Regions from separate parts of the Sus scrofa genome. Here region 1 is linked to region 2. A link is a contact called in public Hi-C data. All regions are on one chromosome and are shown on one strand. The core of a region is the stretch at or near the end of the contact, and the rest is flanking DNA. Distances in the headings are between cores, read along the strand shown. Region 1 holds the start of LOC106510020. Region 2 holds the start of TP53INP1 (tumor protein p53-inducible nuclear protein 1).

Evidence for each region. Hi-C and Micro-C count contacts between places; a contact is called where the count stands out from the background.
Region 1: a contact with region 2 is called in a Hi-C map of embryonic fibroblasts, with 4 times the contacts expected there. The contact joins the promoter of LOC106510020 here to the promoter of TP53INP1 in region 2. A contact is called at or near these places in 1 of 5 promoter capture datasets (liver), 33 of 47 Hi-C or Micro-C datasets (adipocytes, adipose tissue, alveolar macrophages and 16 more) and 2 of 2 datasets of contacts at active chromatin or transcription factors (alveolar macrophages and skeletal muscle).

The regions. Positions count from the first base shown.
Region 1 is chr4:41,651,689-41,657,704 of Sscrofa11.1, reverse strand. LOC106510020 reads right to left here and starts at 1,943. Exons shown (of 5, transcript XM_013996593.2): 1 at 1,788-1,943. It overlaps NDUFAF6 (NADH dehydrogenase (ubiquinone) complex I, assembly factor 6), which reads left to right and starts at 2,023. Exons shown (of 9, transcript XM_001925041.6): 1 at 2,023-2,248. The coding sequence starts at 2,052.
Region 2 is chr4:41,745,144-41,751,399 of Sscrofa11.1, reverse strand. TP53INP1 (tumor protein p53-inducible nuclear protein 1) reads right to left here and starts at 3,746. Exons shown (of 4, transcript XM_001925224.6): 1 at 3,473-3,746.

The sequences.
Region 1 (6,016 bases), core at 694-3,193, 92 kb after region 2:
AATTTTAAAAGTTCTTAATTTTTCCTCTATTGCCATTAAGTGAAATTCTGTCTTCAGGCTCATAACACTTTTAGTATGCATTTATGATTACTAGAATTACTAGATATGGCTGTATTTTTTTAATATATATAGATTGACTGGCCTAGAGACAATAAAACAAAAGAAACAGACCCATCAGAAAGATGTGAAACTAGGTATTAGAAATAAAACAAAAGAGAAGTTAATAATAACTAATGACAGCTGTTAAAAAAATAATTTTTAACAAAACTGTACAGTCAAGACTCTCATACAGAAGTAAAAATCAACATATGTCAAAAATTTCATTGAACTCTTTAGTTAGTGGGGGAACCAGTAAAATATTGCAACCAATTCAAAGAAGTATTCAAACTACTAGACTTACACAGGCGGTCAGGAATGCTTAAGTAAATCTGCTTAAAAGATATGAAAACTTGCAAAACTGGTCAGTATCCAACAGACAATAATCAAATGGCTCACCAAAGGATATAATTTGCATATTTATGGACAAGAATAATTTGCATTATTGTCAATAGTCTACCACTTACAGAATTGTAAAATAGTTCAAAGACAATGAAAGGCACAAAGACCCCACATAATTAGATAATGCGGACAATGTCTAAGGTTCCATTGAGTACCCAGCAATCTTTTTGGTTATTGTAAACTATCTTTCTATATGTTTTTCCTACATGGTTGACTTGTTTTGAGTGCTGTTTATAGGCCAGGCACTACCTTAGGTGCCTTAAATGTATTAATTCATTTAATTCTCAACAGAACTTTATGAGAGAGGTTCTACTATTATTTCCATTTCATAGCAGAGGAATTTGAGGCATAAGAAAAAGTAAGTCTGTCACCTAAGGTCACAGAGATAGGAGGCAGAGCCAGAATATGAATCCAGGTAGTGCTATACCAACTATGCTGCCACAGAATGGAAAAAAAAAAATGATATGACCTCACCAGTTAGGTATGAATATGAAAGGATGACTCCATAATGTTTCCCCTAGTTATGAGAAGGGGGACAGTGGCCAGAAAAATGAAGAGACTAAGAAGATTAGTTAGTTTGATTTGGTTTTTAGACATAAGGACTTTGAAATAAAGGTAGGATGTTGAGATGGAAAAATCCAGACAGGCAGAAGACCAGAAGTAGAGATGTAGATACGTGATTTTTTTTTTTTTTTTTAATGGAGCTTTAAACTTTGGTATCAGAAAGACTAGTGTGTAACTGTCAGAGCTAAAGGACAGAAGCCCAGGGAAAAAAAGAGATGCAGCAGGGACTGAGGTCCCGCATTAGCGGAAAAGAGGCAGTCTCAGGAAGTAAAATCAGAGCAGGGTGAATTGGCTAGAGCTCTTAGGTCCAGACTCCAGGTCTAGCTCTTAGGTGCAGTTTGAGGGGCAAAATTAAGCTGGAGTTACAAATGCTAATAGTTAGGGGTAGGGCTGAAAGGTAAAAACAGGCTTTGAAAGGTTTTACCCAACACGCAGTAAAGTGTGTCAAGCAGGTAAGAGTCATGATCAGAGGTATATTTTAGAAAGAACTTGCGTGGCTGCAACAAGAAAAGTTTGAGCAAATCTGGAGGCAAGAGGTGTCACTGAGATCGAGAGGCAGGCAGCTGCCGGCTTGGACCAGGTCAGTTCGTGGCAACTAGACCCACCTGTAACATTTGAGGGGCCTGAGTGTAAGAGTACCAAAGAAGGCTCACATACCATGTGAATAAATATTTAAAATTTGCAAATCAAGCTAGTAAACTGTCAGTTATTCTCTATCCTCCTACCTTGATAAATATATCTTCAGAAGGACCTGGAAGGGATGAGGAGAGGCCAAGATCCGTCTTAGGCGGGGCTTTCCTGGAACCTATAAGGCCGAGGAGTGCGGCGGCGGCGCATTTGTAGAGGACCACAGCGACACCTGGCTCTTCTCCGAGTGGCATTCGCAGTTCGCCTTCTAGCAACTAGGAGAAGCTAGGCGGGACCTGCTGGGGGCGTGGCGTGGCCGGGCGCCAACAGCCCGGGGTCAAAGGGCACGCGGCGTCGGTGTCATGGCCGCCTCCATGCTGGGTTCGGCGTGGGGCCCGCTACGGCTTGGCCTTCCGGGCCTGTGCCGCCGCCGGCCGCCCGGCGGTTTGTGGGCCCGCGCACGGCGGCTGCCGGGGTCCGCGGGGTCAGGGCGAAGCGTGGCCGCGGCGAGCGGATCGGGTGCCTCGGGCACGGACCGCTACTGCATGGAACTGCTGCGGTGAGCGAGCCGGGTCTGCCCCTGGTGGGAGGTAGGGGAGCAGCTGGAAGGGGCCTTGGTGGGCTCTGTGGGCCTCCGAGCTCTCCTGGACTAGCGGACCTGCACATTCCTCGCATCACTCGGCGAGTGTGCTCGGGTTGGCCCCGGTGGGATGTATGGGGGGAGTGTGGCAACGAGAACTTTCACGCCGGTGACAAAATTGTGGCAAAATTCCTCTGGCTGTCACCTTATCTGAACCTTAGCTTTTACCTAATCGTGCACAGCTTTTGTAAAATTTGAGAAATGACCAGTAACTGATTTTAATGACAACAGTAGCTAACTTGGAGTTCTTCCTTCTGTCAAGCACTATGCAAAATAGTTCACAAATAACTTATTTCATCTTCGTTATAAGGTGTGACAGACAGGTGTAGACCTACCACTTAAAGATATGTGGATCAAAGCATTTAGAAAGTGCCTGGCACAAAGCAAGGGTACAATGAGTACAGTATAAAGTTTATCTCATTTAACAGACATGGAAACCAGGATTTAGAGAGATTTGGGAATTTACCTGAGTTCGGTAAAATAGCTTATAAAATCAGAATCTTGATGATAGTTTTGTTCCTGTAACATCTGAAAGGCCTGGCACCTTGGAGCGTTGTTAGTCATTTGTGAAGAGAATTGAATGAATCAGGTTACCTGGCACATCTGAAGTCCGAGTCTGACTGCAGAGTTGGATGGCTTAGTTTCTTTTTTTTTTTTTAATTTTGATTTTAATGATTTAAAAAAGTTTTTTTCCATTATAGTTGGTTTACAGTGTTCCGTCAGTTTTCTACTGTACAGCAGTGACCCAGTCACGCATATACACACACATATGTATATATACATTATTTTTCTAACATTATCTTCCATCATGTTCCATCCTAAGTGACTAGATATAGTTTCCTGTGCTATAGAGCAGGATCTCATTACTTATCCACTCTAAGTGCAATAGTTTGCATCTATTAATCCCAGATTCCCAGTCCATCCCTCCACTCCACCCCCCCGCCCCCACCCCACCCCCTGTCAGCAAGCACAAATCTCTTCTCCAAGTCGGTGAGTTTCTTTTCTGTGGAAGGTTTATTTGTGCCATATATTACATTCTAGATATAAGTGCTACCATATGGTATTTGTCTTTCTCTTTCTGACTTAACTTAGTATGAGAGTCTCTAGTTCCATCCACGTAGCTGCAAATGGCATTATTTTTTTCTTTTTTATGGCTGAGTAGTAGATGGCTTAGTTTTCACTTTGCTTCTCCTATCCTTGATTTATAACAGTGGTATAAAGACTCAAAAGTACCTGGTCCCAAGGACTTCTGAGAAGTGCTAGAATAATTAAATTACCTTGGATTTGATTGGGCTAGTAAATCCAATTTTTAAAAATTCTATTTTACCAAAATGTAGCATAACGACAAAATTCCCATGCATTTCAGTATTTTGTTTTTAACCCTTATTTATTTAGTTAGTTTTTGGTCTTTTTAGGGCCACACCTGTGGCATATTTAGGTTCTCAGGCTAGGGTTCAAATTGGAGCTGTAGCCGTTGGCCTACACCACAGCCACAGCAGCGCCAGATCTGAGCCATGTCTTCGACCTGCACCACAGCTCACAGCAGTACTGGATCCTTCACCCACTGAGCAAGGCCAGGAATGGAACCTGCGTCTTCATGGATCCTAGTCAGGTTCATTTCCACTGAGCCATGATGGGAACTCCTTTGACCCCTTTTTATTTTTTTATTTTTTAAAAATTTTATTTGTTTATTTATTTATTGTCTTTTCTAGGGCTGCTCACGTGACATGTGGAGGTTCCCAGGCTAGGGGTCTAATCGGAGCTGTAGGCCTACACCAGAGCCACAGCAACGCGGGGTCTGAGCCACGTCTTCGACCTACACCACAGCTCACGGCAACATCAGGTTCTCAACCCACTGAGTGAGGCCAGGGATCGAACCTGCAACCTCATGGTTCCTAGTCGGATTCGTTAACCACTGTGCCATGATGGGAACTCCGACCCCTTTTTAAGATAGTGTTCATATCCACCTTATTTACTTGCTGATTTCTTGTAGGAGAAACAGGGTAGCATTAATGGAGATCTATGCATTAAGAATTGTGAAAGCAAAGTTCCCATCTTTTAGCTTCTAATTATCCATTAATCTTTGTAAGACTTGACCTCTGAAATGATATATGCAGAGCTGTTCTAGACAAGTATCTTATGCAAGGCTTCCAAATATTATGAACGACACCAGGCCGTAACTTCAGGCTAGCCAAGCATAGCTCTTCTAGGAATCAAGGTTTGTGGGAAAATCGCAAACCTGATTTACATAGTTGTTAGGGTTTGGTTTTGAGGATCGCTGCCTCAGGCTTTGGGTTTAGTGCTGTTGTGCGATGAGGGCAGTTTCCTCATAGCTTAGTGGGTTGAGATCTGTCATCACTGCTGTGGCTCTGGTTACAGCTGTGCGCTGGTTCAGTCCCTGGCCTGGGATGTGTTGGACAAACAAAAAGGGGGGTGGAGGATGAGGAGGTGGTAGTGATGATGATGTGTGGAAGTGCAGTTCTCCAGCACACTGAGGAACCACTTCTTGCTTTGTGCCTTAGTTGCACAGGTCCATGAAATAAGCACAGCAATCCTAGCATAACGTATGCTTGTTTCTCATAGTCTGCCTCTCCCTACTAGACTGAAGTCCGTAGCTGTCTTCAGTATCTAGCAGTGCCTGGCACATAGTAAGCACTGAATAAATGTTAGAGTGAATAAATGAATGATCAAAAGGTTGTCATATAAAACTGTTGCTGTATAAAGCTGTTGCTATATAAAGCCATCATAATATGGCATTTCTCACTGTTTGGGACAGTTCTCAGGTAACTGGACCTCGGTCAACCACCTGCAGGATATCTTTGTACACCAGTAATTGATATTTATAACTGTGATCCTGATTGATGAGGAAATGGTTAAATAGTCAGTATATCCTATTTAATGTGAAGAAGTGGATAGTATTGTTTAGAATAATATCCAACCAAAATATTTTAAAAATTGTTAACAGGGCAAACCCTAAGCTGTGTAGAATGACTTATTTCCCAAAGACTGCTATGGGTTTTGTTATGTCTTAATTTCATTTTTCATTTGCCTGTAGGAAACTTGAAGTACTTCACATATTGGTTATTTTTTAGGAGATATGAAATACGAAGCTTCATTTTGCAAGTTAGGAAATAGATATGACTGATATCACTTCTGTCAATAACTAGTAGAATGATGGAAAGTAAGAGTGTAATTTTGATTCCTATTCGGTGTTTTCTCACTGTTTCATATTAATTTTCAGATATTTTATTTATTTATTTATTTATTTGTCTTTTGTCTTTTTTTTTTGTTGTTGTTGTTGTTGTTGTTGTTGTTGCTATTTCTTGGGCCGCTCCCGCGGCACATGGAGGTTCCCAGGCTAGGGGTTGAATCGGAGCTGTAGCCACCGGCCTACGCCAGAGCCACAGCAATGCGGGATCCAAGCCGCGTCTGCAACCTACACCACAGCTCACGGCAACGCCGGATCGTTAACCCACTGAGCAAGGGCAGGGACCGAACCCGCAACCTCATGGTTCCTAGTCGGATTCGTTAACCACTGCGCCACGACGGGAACTCCAATTTTCAGATATTTTAAACACTTGAAATTTAGAGACTTTTTGTAATGATATAAAATTTAGAAATATATACATTTATATATTTGTTTAAAAGTATAAGCTATAAAGCCATCTTGTCTCCATTTTCTCGCTG
Region 2 (6,256 bases), core at 2,497-4,996:
ATTTCACCTGTTTCTTTTTCCTTTCATGTGGTTACTAGAAAATTTAAATATACATATATAGCTCACATTACATATTTTCTATTGGACAAATGCTGTTCCAGATAAATCTAATGTCTTGATGTCCCTACCAAGTCACTGCTACTCTTGACCTTGGCTCCAGCCCAGGAATGGAGGCTGGAGCTGGTTCTATGTGGAGCTAAAAGGCAAAGCAGAACTTCAGACTTCACTCCTCACCACACAGTGCTGACTTTCTGATATTCGCAACTCAGAGACAATGATAAAACTAAAGCGAAAATTCCAGAGAGGCCTACCAGGACAAATTTACAAATACAGTTCTGGAATTCAGCAAAGAGGTAGGGGAATCAAGCCTGGTGGGGTGGCACTGCTGTTCTTCCTGGCATCTGCAAGCTCCACCATCTCACTCTAAAGGAGAAGAGAAACAGTGTCTGGGCCCCAGCATTTAAAGAAGGCAGCTTGGAGTTCCCATGGTGGCTCAGATGTTAACGAATCCAACCAGGAACCATGAGGTTGTGGGTTCGATCCCTGGCCTCACTCAGTGGGTTGAGGACCCGGTGTTGCCGTGAGCTGTGGTGTCGACCTGGCATTGCTGTGGCTCTGGCGTAGGCTAGCGGCTACAGCTCCTGTTCGACCCCTAGACTAGGAACCTCCATATGCCGTGGGTGTGGCCCTGGAAAAGACAAAAAAAAAAATAAATAAATAAATAGATAAAGAAGGCAGCTCTGTCCCTTCTCTGCTTGGCTCAAAAAAACCTCCATCCCTCCCTTAAAAATGTCTTACTATAAAACAAATCAAATCACATTACAGAAAGTTTAGAAGATGAATAAGGAAAATAGTTCTTTACGTTTTGTTGCCATTATTGTTAGTATAGTGTACATTTTCTTCTATACATGCTTCTTTTTATAATTGTAGACTAATGCATGCACAACTTTGTATCCTGCTTTATTATTTTATCAGCAATGTTTTTACATTACTTGAGTAGGAATGCTCCATACTTATGGGGTTGAGCATTCTAGTTTGAGAACTCAGAAAAGGAGTTATCAGTCTGGAAGAGCTGGTTAGTATGATTTATTTTCTCATTTTGGAGACAAGCAACCAACCTAGAGGCAGCACAACTCTGGAATTAGCCTGCTCTGTTTGAAATATTGACTCTGCTCCTTACGACTTGTGTGTACTTATATAGTAACTTCTTGGTGCCTCAGTTTTCTCATCCCTAAAATGGGGAGGGCAGTGCCAATATGAGGATTAAATATGTATCACTTAGAAGAGAGTCTGACATACAGCAGGCACCCAGTAAATATTAACTACAAGTTCACTTCAAACCAGTTGGATGACTGTGATCTAGTCACTTAGCATCTTTGGGTCTGAGTGTTTTTATCTGTAAAATGTTTACAGCTACAATTTACTGAATGCTTACTGCATGTGACAGACTCGAGGTATCTGTTTGTCCCATCTGACTAACAGAGAAACTGAGGCTCAGAAATTAAGTAATTTGCTCCAAAGTAACAGAGCTGGTCAGGGGGCAGGACCAGCATTAGAGCATAAGTCTGGTTCTGAGTACCTCGCTCCCAGGCTGCCCCCCACCCGCACCCCAGGATTTCTCAGGCTCTTTCAGCCTCAACTCTGGCTTTATGAACTTCAGGGAACAGCACTTTTCAGTTGGTTCTGGTTGCCAGTAGGAGGCTCCAAAAACAACATTTTAAATTAAAAAAAAAAAAAATCCCACAACTTTGATGATTTAACTTCTAACTATGGGTACAGCTGTGGCTTACTGACAGTTTCGAAATATCAGGTGGCTAAACGAACAAATCATCATCATCAAAAAGCAGCCTCAAAATGATCTTTCTATTCCACCCTCTCTCACTAGTTCAGAAAAATGTGCTAATTCAAAGTAATTTTGAATCAATTTTAAACTGTAGAAAAACGAAGCCAAGAAAGTTGTCTTTGCTTGTTTCCCTCTACTCAGCCTATTTCACTAGCTACAAGGGGGTTATTCTCCCTGGGATCCACCAGGGTCGGCCCAAAGGCTGAATGACAGTGGACAAAGACAGCAATAAGTGGTAATTCATAGCCTGTTAACCTTTAGTTTTGAAAGTGGAGCCATTTCCAAGAGAACGATGAGGAAGCAATCAATGAAGTATTCACAGAAAAGGAACAAAAGATAGGATACAAAAACAAATGAGACCTTGGTCATGGAAATTAGTAAGGTCCTGATTCCAAGCAGGAGTCTTAGACAATTATGCTGCTGGTTCAGGATTATAGTGGCTGTGATTTAAAACCAAACGCTTCCCAGGAATTTTCACATTTGCAATGAAAAAATACATTTCACTTAGCAAACAAGTGATTTGAAGATCTTGGGGCACCTGATTATTAACTGTTCACTTTCCATTCCCCTTTCCCCAAACTACTTTGTATTCAGAAAAGGCTCTTTTCTGAATGATGGAAGTGGCGTGGGGGGGGGGTGTCCCTATCTACTCTAAATTGGAATTAACTCAGAAGATAATGAGCAGATGTAATTAGGAAATACAATAAAAATAAGGAATCCCCACATAAAATTCATCTGCAACTACTAAAAAGAAACACCATGTCCTTTTAACTGGCTGTGTGGCCTTGAGTAGGTTACTTAATCTCTCTGGGGCCTCAAATTTCCTATCCATAAGATAATATAGCCTACTTCATAGGATTACTGTGGCAATCAATTGGGATAAGGCAGGTTAAGCCCTTCACAGTATATGGCACATAATAAGCACTCAATCAGCGGGAGTGATCAAAACGATGAGGATTTTAATTCTGATGGGCAAGTAAACTCTTTCCACAGGTGCAACCTCAAAAGGTGATGTGTAAGGTCAGGCAGGGTCAAGGGACACGCAAAGGACAGGAGGACCCTAAGGTCTCCAGGTAAGATTCCCGGAGCCGCTGCACTACCGAGCGCGACCCAGCGCTGGGAGGGTTGCTGGCGGGGCGGCGGCCGCAGCGCCGCGGAACTGGAGAGCTACGTCCCCGGGCGGCGGCCGCGTTCGCTCCTCCGGACCCCGGGGCTCCGAAGCCGAGTCCCAAGCGGACAGCCCCCGTCCGACAGCGGAGGGCAGGAGGAGGAGGAGGAGATGTGGAAGGGAGTAAGGAGGAGGAGGAGGAGGAGAGAGGAGGTCCCGCCGAGGCCAAGAAAACAGGCCACGCTCGGGGGAGGAGGCAGAAACCAAACACCCAACCGCCGCCCCACGCCCGGGCTTGGCCGGTCCATGTCCGCACGGCCGCCTCCTCCCGCACCCCAGGTCCGCCGAGGGTCCACCGAGGGGGTGGGCGTCCAGCCCGCGGAGGCTGCAGAGGCAGCGAAGGCCGGGAGCGCACCGACGGCTGCTCGCGAGCCGGCCCGAGGGCAGGGCGCGCGGACCAGGCAGCGCAGCGGGGCGGCGGGGAGCAGGCGGCCCTGGACGCCGGCCCCGCCCGCACTTACTTGGGCCCGACCTGCGGCGGGACGGCGGCGAAGGCAGCGGGCACCCGGCTTGGCGGGGCTCGGCGGGGACCGGCGCGCTGGCGGTTCGGGGCGGCTGAGGTAGCTGCGGCTCCCGGACGACGGGCGCGGGGCTCGGGGCCGGTCCAGCCTTCCTGTGGCCACACCGCTGGCCGCCGCCGGCCCGTCTCGCTCCTTTTGTTGTTGTGCAGCCTCGGAACAGCTGATCAGCCGCTGCGCCCGCCCGGCCGCCCCGCCCCGGGGCCGCGCCAGCCCCGGCCCACCAATCGGCGGCGCTGGGGCCCCGGGGCCGCCCTGCGAGAGGTTGTCACTAACGCACGTGACCTGGCGCCCAGCCGGCCGACGCTCTTGAGTTAGAAACAAGCCCGGGCAACAAAGCCCGGGCGCCGATGGGAGAGTAGGGGGGCGAGCGGAAGGGAGGGAGCAGGGGTGGGGGTGCGATGGGGGCTGGCACTGGGGCGACTGGGAGAGAACAGAGGAAGGGCTGGGGCTGAACCGAAATGGGAACCTGCAGGAGTGTGAAGACAACTGGAACCGATGGGCGAGAGGAAGAGCCCTGACCTCAGCTGACCCTTTGGCCAAGTGAGAGGCCGAGTGTTTGGGGTACAAAGGCTCACAAAGCTTTTTTTGCTGTGAGGGGAAAATCAGGGACGTTGAGAGTGATGGAGACGAAGATCCCAAGAGACCACTTCAGGCCAGTATACGGGTAAAATCGTGGACGTGGTGCTAAGGCAGGGCCACCTAACCTTTTGGCCTTCTTTGGAAGGAAAGTTTAGATTCAGGTATAGGAATGCCGCCCACCCAATATCTTTTTTTTTTTTTTTTCTTTTTAGGGCCACATCCATGGGGCATATGGAAATTCCCTGGTTAGGGGTCAAATTGGGGCTACAGCTGCCAGTCTACACCACAGCCACAGCAATGCAGAATCGCCGACCCACTGAGCGAGGCCAGGGATTGAACCCACATCCTCATGATGTGGATTTAATTCCACTGTGTCACAACAGGAACTCCCCAACCTTCTTTTTAGGACAAGGAGCCAGGCCCCATCTCGCTGTGGTAACTGATACTGGGACCTGACTGAACTGGCCCACAGGCTCAAGATTCAACCTACAGGCGGGCTCACTATTTATAGTGAGAAGAAAATAAGACAGTGGGCTTGAAAATACTTTCCAAACCAAAGCTGTGTACATATGTTGATGGATTAACTGTCTGGCCAAGGCAAGGAAGTTATTTTGATGTATCTCCACTCTTATGGTGGATCTTGTTTGGCCTGAGATGTGGTTCCCAAGGTTAAATTTATATACCCTCAACAGGTGTCTGATACATTACAGTATTCTGAAAGACTCACATTCTGGCCCTCACAAACATCCTGTCATCAATCTGTTTCCAACAATCCTGGTTTTAAAGGGTGAAAATCAAAGTACAGGGGATTGTCTGACCCCCAAGAGTAATAACTGTAATTCGAGGGCCATTCTCAGAAAGTAGAACAAGACTTTAACTTGGATTTTAGTTTTTTTGGCAAACGAGGCTCATCCTAATATATCCTCTCAAGTGTCATTACTACATTAGGAGCCCCATAGTCTCTTGTTTCTTCTTAGGAATTCATGGAGAGATCATCTTCCCATTCAGAATCAAGGCATGATGATCCTTTTAAGGCTCTAATTTTTTTTCTTTTTTCTTTTTAGGGCCGCACCTGTGGTATATGAAAGTTCCCAGGCTAGGGGGTTGAATCAGAGCTGTAACCGTCGGCCTGTGCCAGAGCCACAGCAATGCCAGATCTGAGCCACCTCTGTGACCTACACCACAGCTCATGGCAACACTGGATCCTCAACCCATTGAGCGAGGCCAGGGATTGAACCTGGGTCCTCATGGCAATGAGTTGTGTTCATTACTGCTGAGCCACGACGGGAACTCCAAGGCTTTTAAAAGGTCACATTAAGACCTACCTTCGTCCACCTTGATAAGATTAAAGGCAAAATGTGAAAGTATACAATTCCTTGTTATGATAGAGAAAGCAATGCAATGTAAGATGATGTTTCTGAAGATGGTCACAACAGCATCTCCTTTGTCATGAAGTGAAGTCTCTTTTTTTTTTTATTCCCTTTGAATCTGGGTTGGCCCTGTGACTGCTTTGACCAATAGAATGTGGCAAAAATAATTCCCTAGGTCTTCCAAGACCAGACCTTAAGCAAGCCTGACAGCTTCTGCTTTGTACTGTGGGGAGAGTCAGCCGCCACTTAAGACGAGCCCACCATCCTGTAAGGAAGTCCAGGCTATGTGGACAGATCACATGGAAAAAGACGTCTAGATGTTCAGCCTATCTCAGCTGAGGAACCACACCTTTGAGTGAAAAAGCTCTCTAGGGAGGTCCAAGCCCAGCCGACACCACATGGAACAGAGATGAGCCAAAATTGCAGAATTGTGAGCAAATAAATCTTGTTTTAAGGCCCTAAATGTGAGGGTGGTTTTCAAAACAGCAATAGGTAACCGAAACACGAAGCTAAACAAGAGAAAGGCCCACAGGGTACAGATTGACCACCATAAAGCAGAATTTGGGGGATTTTTTTTTTTTTTTTTTTTTGCTTTTTAGGGCCGCACCCAAAGCTTATGGAGGTTCTCAGGCTAGGGGTCAAATGGGAGCTGCAGCTGCTGGCCTACACCACACCACAGCAGCATAGGATCCGAGCCACATTTGTGACCTACACCACAGCTCATGGGAAGGCTGAATCCTTAACCCACTGAGCAAGGCCAGGGATCGAACTCACA